3 separate regions of the Zea mays genome follow, and regions 1 and 2 are each linked to region 3. A link is a contact called in public Hi-C data. All regions are on one chromosome and are shown on one strand. The core of a region is the stretch at or near the end of the contact, and the rest is flanking DNA. Distances in the headings are between cores, read along the strand shown.

Region 1 (4,269 bases), core at 1,395-3,894, 310 kb before region 3:
TATAGCACGTGCGTGTGAACTCTTGTTCACACCATATTCAGAGCAAAATCTACACTTGCCTTCAGTCTCTAACCATTACCATAACCAGCCAGAAATTTGCAAACGGTGTTGCTATGCTGCTGCGATTCGGAATGTTTCTGACGGTTGCGTTATGCACTTAGGGTGTTCCGGCAGAGGTAACTTAAAAGGATATGACCACATGTGTAATGTATTCATTCTAGTATAGAATATGGTGCCAGAGCCAGACTTTCACTTTACCATGAATCAGTTAACGACATGTAGAATTTCAATGCATTAGCATAATTTTGGTTTCATAGTACCGCAGTTTGGCCTGATATAAAAATGCCAAGGAAAGAAAAGTAGAGAGTCGCCCCAGAAACATTTGGCAATGCACACAGCAAAACTGCACAGATCTTGCATGATGCCTATGGTACATATCAAGCTTTTATACCCCCCCCCCCTAAATTGGTAACACCCTGAATCACCAGTTTTGATAATTCTTGTGGTGCAGCTTGTGATGTGCACAGACAATATGATAGCCCACTTCAGAAGGGAGAACCCATCAATCATCATATAACTGTTATCTACCCACTGCCCTAAACCTTTTACAAGGTACGACCAAGTCGACCATATCTTAAAACAAGGATTCAGAATCGCCGGTGTGACGAGCTGAGTATATCACGACAGGGACGTGTCTACCCTTCAAGGAATCAGTGTGAACATACATATCATGTTTAATTTCAGTTCAGCAACATTAGCCTATACACATTCTTTCTATTGCTGGCCCAACACCTAAATAAGAAAGGATAACTTTGATGATTAAGTTGAACTGTAAACATCTAACACAACAAAGGGCCAAGATCACAAGATTAGAAAAACCATATCTTCTGCAGCACGGAGTACAAGTTTCAGCTATACATAATAAGAAGCATAGATCTAGCTCACCTTCATAAACTCCTCAAAAGAGAACCCTTTAGCCAAATCAACACGTGTTACTCCGTCCTGCCACTGTGCCAGCAAAATTGGATGATGAAGTCTGCACAGCAAGCAGCAAACAAATCTGTGTGAGCCTCACAACATTGTAGTGAGAAAATCTATATATGTACTTCTATTCCTCTTATGAAATCTTAATAAGTACTTCCTCCATTCCAAATTATAAGACATTTTGTTTTTTCTAGATACATTCCTTTCACTTTGTATCTAGACATAATGTATATCTAAGTGCATAACAACTGCTATGTATTTATAGAAGCCAAAAAATCTTATAATTTGGTACGGAGGGAGTAATAATTATATTGATTTCCAGGATGGATCGATACAAACTCGAATAGTCTTATTTTGGGCTCTAAAAAAATCAAAAGAATGAAGTGCATTTTCATCAATTAGACTAGAGAGATTGCTCCAGGTGGCTTAACTTGTTGCATATTCATTTTTATTTGCCAGTGATCAAGGTGAAGGGAAACATCTACCTGACATCATCTAATGTACGCCCTGTTTTCATTGTGTAGCTCTGGCGTGGACGCAGTAGATTCAAGTCTGAATCTGTTTCGGTTGAAGAGGTTAAAAGGGAAAACTCATCCTTATTTCCAGAAGCAGACCCATAGCTCAAAATCACAGATACATGAATACGCGAAGCAATAGCTGAACCAACAGGCGCAGATTCCAAGACTGCACCAACTAATTTGTCGAGCCGATTGATATCTGTCTTCATTCCTAACTTTCCTAACTTGCTGCTTGTGTTCTCCATGGCAACATGCATGAAGACTAGATCGAATTCAGATGTTTCCTGCACATCCCCATCCGAGAATCCTAGCAGATCAAATGCTCTTTTGATTAATCCATCCTCTTTAGTAATGCTGGACGAGCCAGATTGTGGGGCAAAATCATTGGTTTTAAAAACATGGAAACCAAGATTCGCTGCGAAGGAGCTGACATGGGGGCAACTGGTGACCAAGGCAGCTCTCAGGCCCATAAACCTGAAATTTCAGGGCAGCTACAACTGGTTAGTACTCTTACAAGATTAATTAACATCTTGTAAAGCACATGGATGGCACATGCATCCAGTTAGTACCCACCTCTCAAACAGCTTGGGAACCACGAGCTCCTGTGGATCCACTTGGGCAACTTCTTGACCACTTTCCTCATTCTAAAATGTAACAAGTTCAAGCACTATTACATACATCTCTTACTTTCTCGAGCAATCACTCCATTCCAACACAAATGGGAAGCAAGATCTCACCTTTCCGGGGTAGAGATGATCGTAAACGTCGAGCAGCTGCGCCAGTTCCAAAATCGTGCTGCTATTATCCTCGGTGCCTAGGCGTATCACAGCACAGAACTACGAACTGAGCGGCGACAAGTGACAAAGATGACGGGAGGTGAAGTCCGATGGATTAGTACCGGTCGTAGGATGGGAAGTCGGCGGGGAGCGTAGGGTGAGAAGGCCGCAGCAGGCGCGGGAGGCGAACGCGTCGAGGTGGCTCCCCGCGGCTGCGGAGCCCGGCGGGGGGATGAGCGCCGCGGCGTGGCCGGCGGCGTAGACGACCAGCGCGCGGCTCGGCTTGTCCGCCATGGCCGCACCCGCACTTCTCTCGCCGGAGTCGCCTACTTGCCTCCTTTACTCTCTGTCTGCCCCCTCCGCGGTGCCACCACGCGTCTGGACAGGGCCCACGTGTCACAAGGACGACAAGATTATTAATGGGCTGATCATGGGCCTCTAAACTGACTAGGCCCACTTGCAAAATTCTAACAGCCACCAACGTCCGCGCAGAAAAAAAAAGCAGGAAAAAAGTCGAGAAGGAAAACCCCTAACCCTAGGCAAGGGCCTCCCCCGCCGTCTCGTGTCGGCATAAACCCCAGCCGTCTCTCCTCGACTCTCCGAGGCACGGCCCTGCCTCTCCGCCTCGACTCTGTGGTAAGCATCGCGGCGAGGGAGCTCCGATGGCCGGGAAAAAACGGACCCAGACTGATCGCGCGGTTCTGGAGGCGGTGCCTGCCTCGGACGCTATCCGGAATGAGGCTGCAGCTGCGGAGGCGCCGGCGAAGAAGAAGCTGGCCATGGAGCGGAAGAAGGAGCGGAAGGAGATGGATAAGGAGCGCCACCGCCAGTCGGCCGAATTTGCCAAGCCCCAGCCGCCGGCAGCGGAGTCTGCGGCTCCTGTGAATCCCCCGGCCGCTCCGGTGGCTGTGGGACCGGGACTGCACATGAACGTGTTCAGAGACCTGGCATCACCAGAGGCATCGGTTAGAGAGGCTGCAGCCGAGGCGCTGGTGGTGGAGCTCCGGCAAGTGCAGAAGGCGTACGAGAAGAGCGCGCGGAATGGGGAGAGGGATGCTGGTGATGGGGATACGCAGATGGAGGCTGAGAAGGACGACGGGCTGGATAACTGCGCCCCATCAGTGCGTTACGCCATCCGGCGGCTTATTCGTGGCATCTCTTCTTCTAGAGAGGTAGAAATGTTTTTCCATGAGTTCAGGACAAGCTTAGTTTGAGTTGGCTGATGTCACGATCTGCTTTACTCTATTAACTTCGGAAATTTGTTTGCAGTATGCAAGGCAAGGATTTGCTTTGGGTCTTGCCGCTGTCCTCGAATCGATTCGGGCAATCAAGGTGGAAGCAATTATGAAGTTGATCCCTAATTTATTGGAACATTCATCTTCTATGAAGGGACCGGTAAATTGAAAAACTAATGTCACTACTCAGTACTCATTATGGCTATCAACATGTCTCTTTCCTGTTTTGATGGCAACTTACGTTTCTGTTTAGGAAGCTAAGGACAATCTTTTGGGGCGCCTGTTTGGATTTGGAGCAATTGAGAGGTCTGGTCGTGTGTCACGACAGTGGTCACGTGACAAAAGCTCACCCATTGTTAAGGAATTTGTGAGTGTGGTTGTAGAACTCGGTGGCAAGAAACGATATTTGACGGAGCCTGCAGTTGCTGTGATTCTGGATTTAGTCAGGAAGGTACATCTTTCAAGCACACACTGATACGGCTTTAACACGTGATACTCTTTTATTATAGTGTGATGCATATAATGTTAGGATTAAACTTTTTGCGCCGCTGCCAGTGATAGAAACGTGCAGTTTTTTATATATTTATCATTGTTAATTTCATGTTATGTATTCCCCGTTCTTTTTTTTGAATCAAGTTATTTTAATTAATTAGTGATCTTACCAGTGTTATATAAAAACGAACGGAGTAGCTAATTAACAAAATAATTGCAGACTTGAAGCAAATAATTTTGTTGGACTATATGTATGTATGAATA
Region 2 (4,268 bases), core at 349-2,848, 310 kb after region 3:
TTTTTTTTTTGCAATATTCGTCCTCTAATTAAAATATGTGATCCTGGTTGTGACAATGTTTCCTACAGTAGACTAATCATGTCTGTTGTGACAAATGTTTCCAGTGGTAGACTAATCGTGTTAGCTGAAATTCATTTTCCAGTGGCGCAAGATGCAGAGAGCTTGAAGAGAAACAGTTCATTGTGTTTCTAATTTTTTTCTAATTTTTTCTGATTTTCTTGAAGTATTTTCTCTCTCTCAAAAAGATTGTTTTGCCCTTGGCTTTCAAATAGTGGCAGCACTCGATTGTTACGACGTACCCAATAGTATTCATATAACCAAACCAAACCCAAGGGTGTTTATCTGACCCCGAAATATATTGTTCGCTTCTGCGACTTGCTGTAGTTTTAATTTGACTGCGGCTTATATAGTATTTTGTTTCTATATATTGTACCTGCAGCAATTCGAACAGCTGTAGTAGCTGTGGCAGGGCAGTCCATGTAAGTGTCATGTAGTATTCAATTGTCACCAGCATTTGTTGTTACCTAGTAGGCCTTAGGCTTGTTTTTTTTGCTTTTCTAGGCTATGTGGATTAGGGGGTGTTTGGTTCTGTGGACTAAAGTTTAGCCCGGGTCACATCAAGCGTTTGACTTTCAAATAGGAGTATGAAATATAGACCCAACCAACTGTACTAGATTCGTCTCACTTTTTAATCTTCGGCTGAGAAATTAGTTTTATAATCCGACTACATCTAATACCCCCAACGAAGGTTCAAATATTCGATGTGATAATGGCTAAATTTTAGCAGGGGCAAACCAAACACCCCCTTAGAAGAGATTAGAAAAAATATTATAAAAATATTTTAACTTATTTAAGATTTAAACTCTTTCAATCCCACTAAACCACATGAATTAAGAGCAGAGGCCCTTACAATTTTTTTATTTATTTTTTGTTTCGTATGAAACGAGGGTATCTACTACGACCAGGTGGCTCGGGTAAAAAACGACAGACTGTTGCCTGCTGCCTGCTGGGGCCGCTGCGGGCCTGCCGCTGCACTCGGTGACAAATTGGGAAAAAAATTTGCTGCAGCCGGGCTGCAAACCAGGATGTTTGCAGTCCCTCATAGAAAAGAAGATAGGGCCCACCTGCAGGTTAATAAGACAACTAAAACGTTACCTGGTGGACCTGCAGGTGGGCTCTATCTTCCTTTTTGTGAGGGGCTGCAAACATCATCGTTTGCAGCCGGGCTGCAACAAATTTTTTCCGAATTGGGAAAAAAATTTGCTGCAGCCGGGCTGCAAACCAGGATGTTTGCAGTCCCTCATAGAAAAGAAGATAGGGCCCACCTGCAGGTTAATAAGACAACTAAAACGTTACCTGGTGGACCTGCAGGTGGGCTCTATCTTCCTTTTTGTGAGGGGCTGCAAACATCATCGTTTGCAGCCGGGCTGCAACAAATTTTTTCCGACAAATTGACTGACCGACCGCTGCTGCCGCGCAACGTTGACCGGTCAAACGGGCCCCCATCCCTTCCCGCTCGGCCGCTCCTATCCATCTCTTTCTCTGTATCTATCTGGTACCAGGCACCAGCCAGCCATTGACCCACTCACCCACCCACCCGCGCGCCGTCGGCGTCGCCATCACCGTCGCACCGCGCGCTGCTCCCAGCCTCCCTTTCCCTTCCCTGGCTGCTTGGCTGGGTTAGTTGATTGACTCCCAGTAAAACGGGCAGCACTGCACGGCACGACAGAACCCACTCGGCCACTCCCGCCTCTCTCTACTATACCCAGCTACTCGCACGCAGATCCACCCACCCACCCATCGTTCCTTCCGTTCCGTCCGTCCACTTGCCGTTGCCGACCACAACCCGCTCCCGGAGGACGGCGGGATGAGGGGGCAAGCCAACGGAGTGGAGGACCGCCGGCAGCGGGGCGACGACCACGAGGCGGACAACGACGGCGAGGAGGCGGAGGAAGAGGAGGGCGACGACGAGGGCCGCCACCGGGGCCAGGGCCCGCCGCAGCAGCGGCGGCACCAGGCCCAGAGGCCGTACTCCGGCCCGCAGCAGCAGCAGCAGCCGCGCCCGCCGCCGCCGCTCGCCAGGAACGTCGGCTACGTCGGCAAGCATCGCCTCTCCGCCGCCATCGCCCGCCTCGACCAGGAGCTCCAGTCCCTCCAGGTTACTACTGCGCTCAGCTTGCTCCCCTCCCCTCCCCGCCCTCCTCTCCCTCGCACCTTTGCTCGATCAACGGCAACCGCGGTCGACTCCTTCCTAGCTCGTCCGTAGTAGAGTCAACCTGCTGCTGCCACAGCCAGGCGCGATCCAGATCTTGCCTGCCGCGTATCAAGCTGCGCGATTCTAAGCATCGAATCCGGTGCCCCGTTCGTGCCGTGTCCCGCGCATCGTATATTGCTGCTCGATTTGTTATGCGTTTTTTTTTGTGCCTCTATGCAAGCAAGCAGAAGGAGGGGAATACCTTGCTGGCTTGCTGTCTAGTGCTGCAGTGGGAAACTGTAAATGGAGGACGACCCAGGTAGCGGTGGAGGCAAAACACTTTATTCACCTATATATATCTTTACTGTATGAAGTGCAGGAAGCCGATTGTGAAGCTACCACAAAAAAAAAAGTCAGCAAGATATGCATTAGAAAATGCTTGATATGCATGTGCGATGATACAAGATCAGCAAGCGGAAATGCTTAGAAAAAAAACTGTTCTTATCGATCCTCACTGCACCAGAGTAACTCGATTGGAAAGGAAACATTTGAAAGAAATTGCCAGTACTCGCCATTTGCACCTATCTGCTGTCACTCTGTCTACAGAAACACAGGGCCTTTTCTTCTGGATGTGGAGGGCCATCTGGAACTTGTTAGCGAGGCTTCGTCTTGTAGGGTGGTGGTTTTGATTTCCCATCATGTTCTTTGATCAGTCTGGCGTCTAGAGATATGCGGTGGTTAGATACTTTTGAATATCTGCTGTTTCTTTGCACAAGATGAGCAGAACACTAATCTAAAAAAACATTACTCTAATCAACTGATCGTTTGAGTTTAAAAGGAATATTAATGATCAATACTTGGTGCTGACTATTTGCGTTACTTGTTTAGAGATTTTTAGAGGACACGGGACATCCGAATTTATCATGTGCCAGTTTTTTTTAAAAAAAAACATCAAAAAGTCATGTATGTAGTACACAGACTTAAATATAGCTAAGGATAAGATCAAGCAGAGCTGGCACTACAACAATGCCCTAGATGTCGAGAGTCAAAATTAGCAAGCAGTGGTACTAATCATATGTTCATAGTACAAAGTTGAATAAAAACTGAAGAGATGATCAAGTCGAGGAAGTGGATCAATTTGGTGGCTTTGATTTTTTTCCCTAGAGTACATGGAGTTGTAAATTGAAGCTGGTTTTAGGGTAGCACTTCATCATAGATGAATATGAGATTAGACTTTTGAAGGTCTATTTAACTTAATGTGTACTACATACATGGTTTTTTGAGGTCTGCAACACACTTTTTTTTATAACAAGGTTTGCCCACACGTTGGGTTGACTTTATTTTGGCTAAAGAAGGTGCACTAACCCTAACCCTATAGTACATTGTACTACCTCCCTTCTCGAATATTTGGCGCCAGCTGGTTTGTTTTTGAACTTAAACGCGACGAATAAAAAAGAACGGAGGGAGTACTATTTTGTTACTAGCAAACGTGCCCATGCGTCGCAACGGAACACCATAAGTGTAGGAATATCGTCGCTAGATGTCGGTTGTTCTAACTCGTATAAACGGAAGGGTCATGAGTCTAGTTCACATACAAGATACATAGGGCATGGGCCAATATGTATTAGAACCGGACTTCGTATTCATCAGCGCTAGATGGAGTCCTAACTAATATGAGTATATGCATCATAAGTCGGCGTCAGCGTCATATATGAAGGAAACACTTCACTGTCGGGTAGTTAGGGGAAGGTGGACGAAAAAAAAATGGGCGGGGTGAAATTTTGCCTCTTTAATATTAGGTATATAGACATAGATTGGAACCCTACGTTTTGTGTCCCAAACATTAGCATGACACGTGATTTACTTCCGCATGAACTGGTTTTGCATCCTGGTAGTATTAAGTGTAGAACTAGTGCTGTGAAATCTCACCGGACTGGCCGGAGCTGGTATTTGGGTGAAAGTTATATTGAATATTTATGTGACTCGATACAGATGGGAGTACACAGAATCACAGTAGTTTGGCTTTCGTCTGTTGTTGCGCTGCCCCTTTCTGTCTTTTTACAAAACCAAAAGA
Region 3 (4,371 bases), core at 447-2,946:
TCAGTGTGTGTGTGTGTGTATATATTGTGACGGACTGAAATCACAAACCAATTGGCCACATATCTTTTTTTTTCCAGCACAGGGTGAAGCCCAAATGTAGCTTTGCCAGTTCTTGAAGCCAACCAGTAGCTAAAAGAACCTTCTGTTTTGTAATTTGTATTAAAGGTGCTTGATTTGTGCAGGGTGCTGCAGAGGTGGGCCGATTATGTTCTTCGTGGTGAGCACAATATGTGGAGGTAAAGATTGACCTGGAACAGCTAACAAGTAACAGAAGAGTCTGATTGTTTTTCCTCTTCGTGTTACTAACACAGTGGTTGCATCTTGTACAGAGCTCTTATCCTATACGTTGCTGCTGGAGCACTGCCAGAGGCTTTGGATACACTTCGCAAGAGCCAGCGCCCAGATACCGCAGCCATGTTCTTGCTAGCTTGCCACGAGACCTACTCACAAGCCTTATCAGAATCAGAGCCCGAGGACGACACTTCCGTGTTAGCACTGACGCCGACGCCGGAGCAGACGGAGAAGCTCCGGTTCCCTTCCAAGAATGTGGCCGACGAGGACCTGATCGCAGTCAGTGAGGTCTTCGGGCAGTACCAGCAGAAGCTGGTTCATCTCTGCATGGACGCCGAACCGACGTCTGACTGAATCGCACGCCTTGTCGCATGGCAGACTGATGCGGGCGTGGATTCTCCGTTTTTGAAGCTTATTATTATCAACAGGTTGCAAATTCCTTCCAAGTTTCTGCGAAGCTTTTTGTTCTGTCTGTTGGTAGGTACCAGACGTCCAGACATGACATCGGGACTGCTGATGTGGCAGAATCTGATGGCAGGAGGCAGGAACAGACATGCAGTGCTGTATCGTAGGTGCCAATGGTTGGCACTGTTTATACATACGTAAGCATTTGTATTTGGTACAAGCTATGTTTTTTTTTTCTTTGGTGCGCAAAGAGCGAGTGCGCAGCGAACTTCTCTTGTGGCCGAGATGAGATGAGAACAGATGCCATCGAGGCAGCAGCAGACGATATACTTACACCTGTACACCCATGACAGTTTTTGTCTGAAGATTGGTTATTATATGCTTATCTGCAAATGCATCGCTTCAGGCCCTGGAGACATCGCTGTCACTGGATCCATCGTCATTGCCGATCCGTGCAGACATTGTTTTGGAGGTCCGAAAGCTACGTTCTTGTCGCATTCAAGCCCTCCATGATTATGGATGATGGATAATGATAACAGGTGATGGATAGTGTGATTATATCTTCAAAAAAAAAAACGTGAAATCCCTGTCGATGTAGGCCCCAATCGCCCAAAGACCCATAAGGCCATAACACAGCTAGCTATTAACTATTTATTGGTGATGATAATGTTTTGGATAATGTGATTATCTCGTGGAAGTGAACATAGACCAGGTAGGAAAACCGGGCATTGTCTTGCCGATTTGATACATGTCAATATAGATGACCCTCTAGTTGTTACTACCTCCGTTCTCGAATATTTGTCGCCCGCTAGTTCATTTTTGAACTAAAACGCGACAAATAAAAAAGAACGGAGGGAGTATTAGCTAATGAAGAAGAAGAATCGTCTATTTTGGAAAGGAGGGGTTAAGCCAGAATCAGAGTGTCAGAAAAGATCGGATGTTCCAGCTGTCAACTGAGCTAATCAGAGAGGGGAGGGGGGGGGGGGGGGGGGGGGGGGGGGGGGGGGGATGGTAGCACGGAATCTGGTGTCCGTCCCGTAGGCCTCCACTTCCCCGTTTCGTTAAACCGGATAACACCTAGATAATCCGACGCATTACGGATACGGCATTAGCATCCCATCCCATCCCACCCCACCAACTTGGCTGTCCCCACACACACTGCTTCCTTCGTCAGGCCCTTGCCACGCTGCGCGGCGCCCTCACCTGATCGCCGTCGCCTTCCTCCTCCCTCCACGCCGCTTCGGCCCTCACCCTCGTTGAACTCGCGCGCGGAACGGTTCCCTCCCTCGTGTTCCGCTCCGGCTCCAGCTCCGTTTCCGCTTCACCTGCTCTTTCCCTCGGCTCGAGCAAGGTGAGATTCCCCCCCGCGGCCGTGCCAGCTGGATCGAACGTTTCGTCGTTGGCTACTATCCTGTCGGTGTCAATCGCCACCCGCGACTGCGCCGTTTTGTTCTACTTTCTTCTTTCGATAACCTTAGCTTGGCGTCGCTCGCAGGGAGATTTGGTTTAGGGCCGCCGGGCTGGGCACGAGCGAGAGACGGGCGTCAGGCATGCCGGGAGGGGAGGACGTCCGTAAGGTCTCGCGCCAGGACATACAGCTTGTGAGCGCCCCCCGCCTTGTTCCTTCCCTCCTCCATCTCTCTCTCTCTCTTTTTAACTTGCTTTCGATTATTTTTCCCTATATATTTGATAACCTGAATACCTGGTAGGCTCGGTGAGAAGTAAATGGCCTCGATTAGGGTTACAGATGGTTGTGCTGTTGCAACGGTTGCATGCCCTCGTTTGGGCTCTGCTTGCATACTCTAGGTCATGGGCATGTGCCAGTCCCGGTTGGTCATGATTCATGAACACGGAGCTGGAGAGGTGGATGGAGGGGGAAGGGTGTGCATGGGTAAGAGAGGGGGTGGGGAATTTATGGATGCTGCTACTGTTGGGTATCTGTAATAATGATGTGTGCTAAAGGAGAGACTCGTGCGCTTCTGTTGTCGTATGCAAAAGCAGAATGCGTACTAGTAAGAGGATGTTTGAATGCACTAGAGCTAATAGTTAAGTTGGCTAAAAATTGCTAGTGAAATTAGCTAGATTGTTTGGATGTCTTCAACTAATTTTAGCAGCTAATTATTAGCACTAGTGCATTCAAACACACCCTAAGTCCGATGAAGTTGAGCTATGAGATCTATTGAAGTTTCGGCGTACTTGTCCTGTTTTCACGTGTCCGTTTGCCTTTTTTGGATGTCGAATCTTTCGGATGAACTTTCAGTTTTCAGGTGGGGGGGGCACGTATCCGTTACTTAAGTTGACTTGTTCTTGCCAGTGTCATATGTCATAACCTCCAAATTTTTTTCACTCTCATTTTCCCTCTACCATTATCACATACAGATAGCTGCCTTGTGGTTCCTGAAATGTGCCTGCATCTGTCTATCACATTCTATGCACAATTGACAAAGCCCATTGTATATGTTTTTTGTTCTCTTAACTGGGATTGAATTTTGTGTTCGTCGTGGTCGGATTCTGTGCTAGTTTTCTCTTGCGTCATGTACTTAAAGCAATAAACCCTCATTGAAAAACTGTTTTACAGGTCCAGAATCTCATTGAACGTTGCCTTCAGCTATATATGAACCAGAAAGAAGTGGTGGACACCCTATCTTTCCAGGCAAAAATAGAACCTAGTTTCACTGAGCTTGGTAATTCTCTTCTATTACCAGAAGTGACTTTCCTGTCCAATCAGCACTTTTAGCTTATTTCACAATTTGATACAAGTTTTCGGTTTTGTAAATGATAACGCATCACGGTCACAACACTGTGAGCTCTGCTATTGTAAATTCACTTAGCATAAAGCCATAAACTTCCCTTGAAATTGGAGAAACAATGGTTTATTGCATTTGAGTGGTGTACATGTTTATTTTATTAAAGCATGATTGCCATGATGATGTCACTCAGGAAGTCCTTTTTTTGTTCCGTTGACTGAGAATAACTATTACTGTTCATTTGCATACAAACATAACTTGCTTAGTTGGTATGTTTTTATTTTTTATGATGAAATCTCAGGACATATTATTTTCATTTTTATTAGACCATCAATTTATCGCCCCCAGCCTTTTATAGACTTGGGCACGTATGCATGATCTGTAAACCAGAAACATAAGGATCATTTTGTATGCCCTCTGTTGTGGACCTATAATGAATGACTCAGTGGCAGCACAATTTTTTTTTTCGAAAACGCGCAGGAGAGCTGCGCCCTTTTATATATTAAGAAGATAGGGAAAAAGGTCTAAAGTAGACCAAACGTCAGCAGGCCTCCTCACAGGGGCCAGAAAATAGCATACAAAAAAGAACTCATCATGTGAAAGGAACAAACATATGTTCTATAATCAATTCATCAACGTGTGGCTTTGCATTATGCAACTTTTTTTTGTTTGGAAATGTTATGGTCGCTAGATCGGTGAGGGATTGGAGAGGGAATTCGATGGTTGGGGCTGCTGGTGGAGGTGGTGTGGTACTGTTCACAGGATGCCGGCCGGGGGTCTCTGCCCACGGCCGAGCAAGAGGGGGGGTTTCCCTTCTAATTCTTGCTTGCTTTATTTCTCATCCATTGATTACATAAATAGGCCGGTTGGCTGCCCCTATCTAGCTAGAGATCCTTATCTCCTAAAAACTCTCAACAAACTACTAACT

What was found. Hi-C and Micro-C count contacts between places; a contact is called where the count stands out from the background.
Region 1: a Hi-C map of leaf shows a contact between it and region 3, with 3 times the contacts expected there. The contact joins the promoter of LOC100191155 here to the promoter of LOC103626595 in region 3. A contact is called at or near these places in 5 of 25 Hi-C or Micro-C datasets (ear, leaf, leaf mesophyll and 1 more).
Region 2: a Hi-C map of endosperm shows a contact between it and region 3, with 2.2 times the contacts expected there. The contact joins the promoter of LOC100191839 here to the promoter of LOC103626595 in region 3. A contact is called at or near these places in 5 of 25 Hi-C or Micro-C datasets (bundle sheath, ear, endosperm and 2 more).

What each region holds. Positions count from the first base shown.
Region 1 is chr5:78,716,864-78,721,132 of Zm-B73-REFERENCE-NAM-5.0, forward strand. It overlaps LOC100191155, which reads right to left and starts at 2,645. Exons shown (of 6, transcript NM_001136591.1): 1 at 2,401-2,645; 2 at 2,240-2,316; 3 at 2,076-2,146; 4 at 1,470-1,976; 5 at 946-1,036. The coding sequence starts at 2,572. LOC103626594 reads left to right here and starts at 2,728. Exons shown (of 8, transcript XM_008647003.4): 1 at 2,728-3,450; 2 at 3,548-3,673; 3 at 3,767-3,964. The coding sequence starts at 2,941.
Region 2 is chr5:79,344,377-79,348,644 of Zm-B73-REFERENCE-NAM-5.0, forward strand. LOC100191839 reads left to right here and starts at 1,599. Exons shown (of 4, transcript NM_001158370.2): 1 at 1,599-2,158. The coding sequence starts at 1,868.
Region 3 is chr5:79,029,340-79,033,710 of Zm-B73-REFERENCE-NAM-5.0, forward strand. It overlaps LOC103626595, which reads left to right and starts at 1,697. Exons shown (of 8, transcript XM_020538423.3): 1 at 1,697-2,047; 2 at 2,192-2,297; 3 at 3,275-3,380. The coding sequence starts at 2,247. It overlaps LOC100193851, which reads left to right. Exons shown (of 21, transcript NM_001350703.1): 20 at 183-236; 21 at 330-1,079. The coding sequence ends at 645.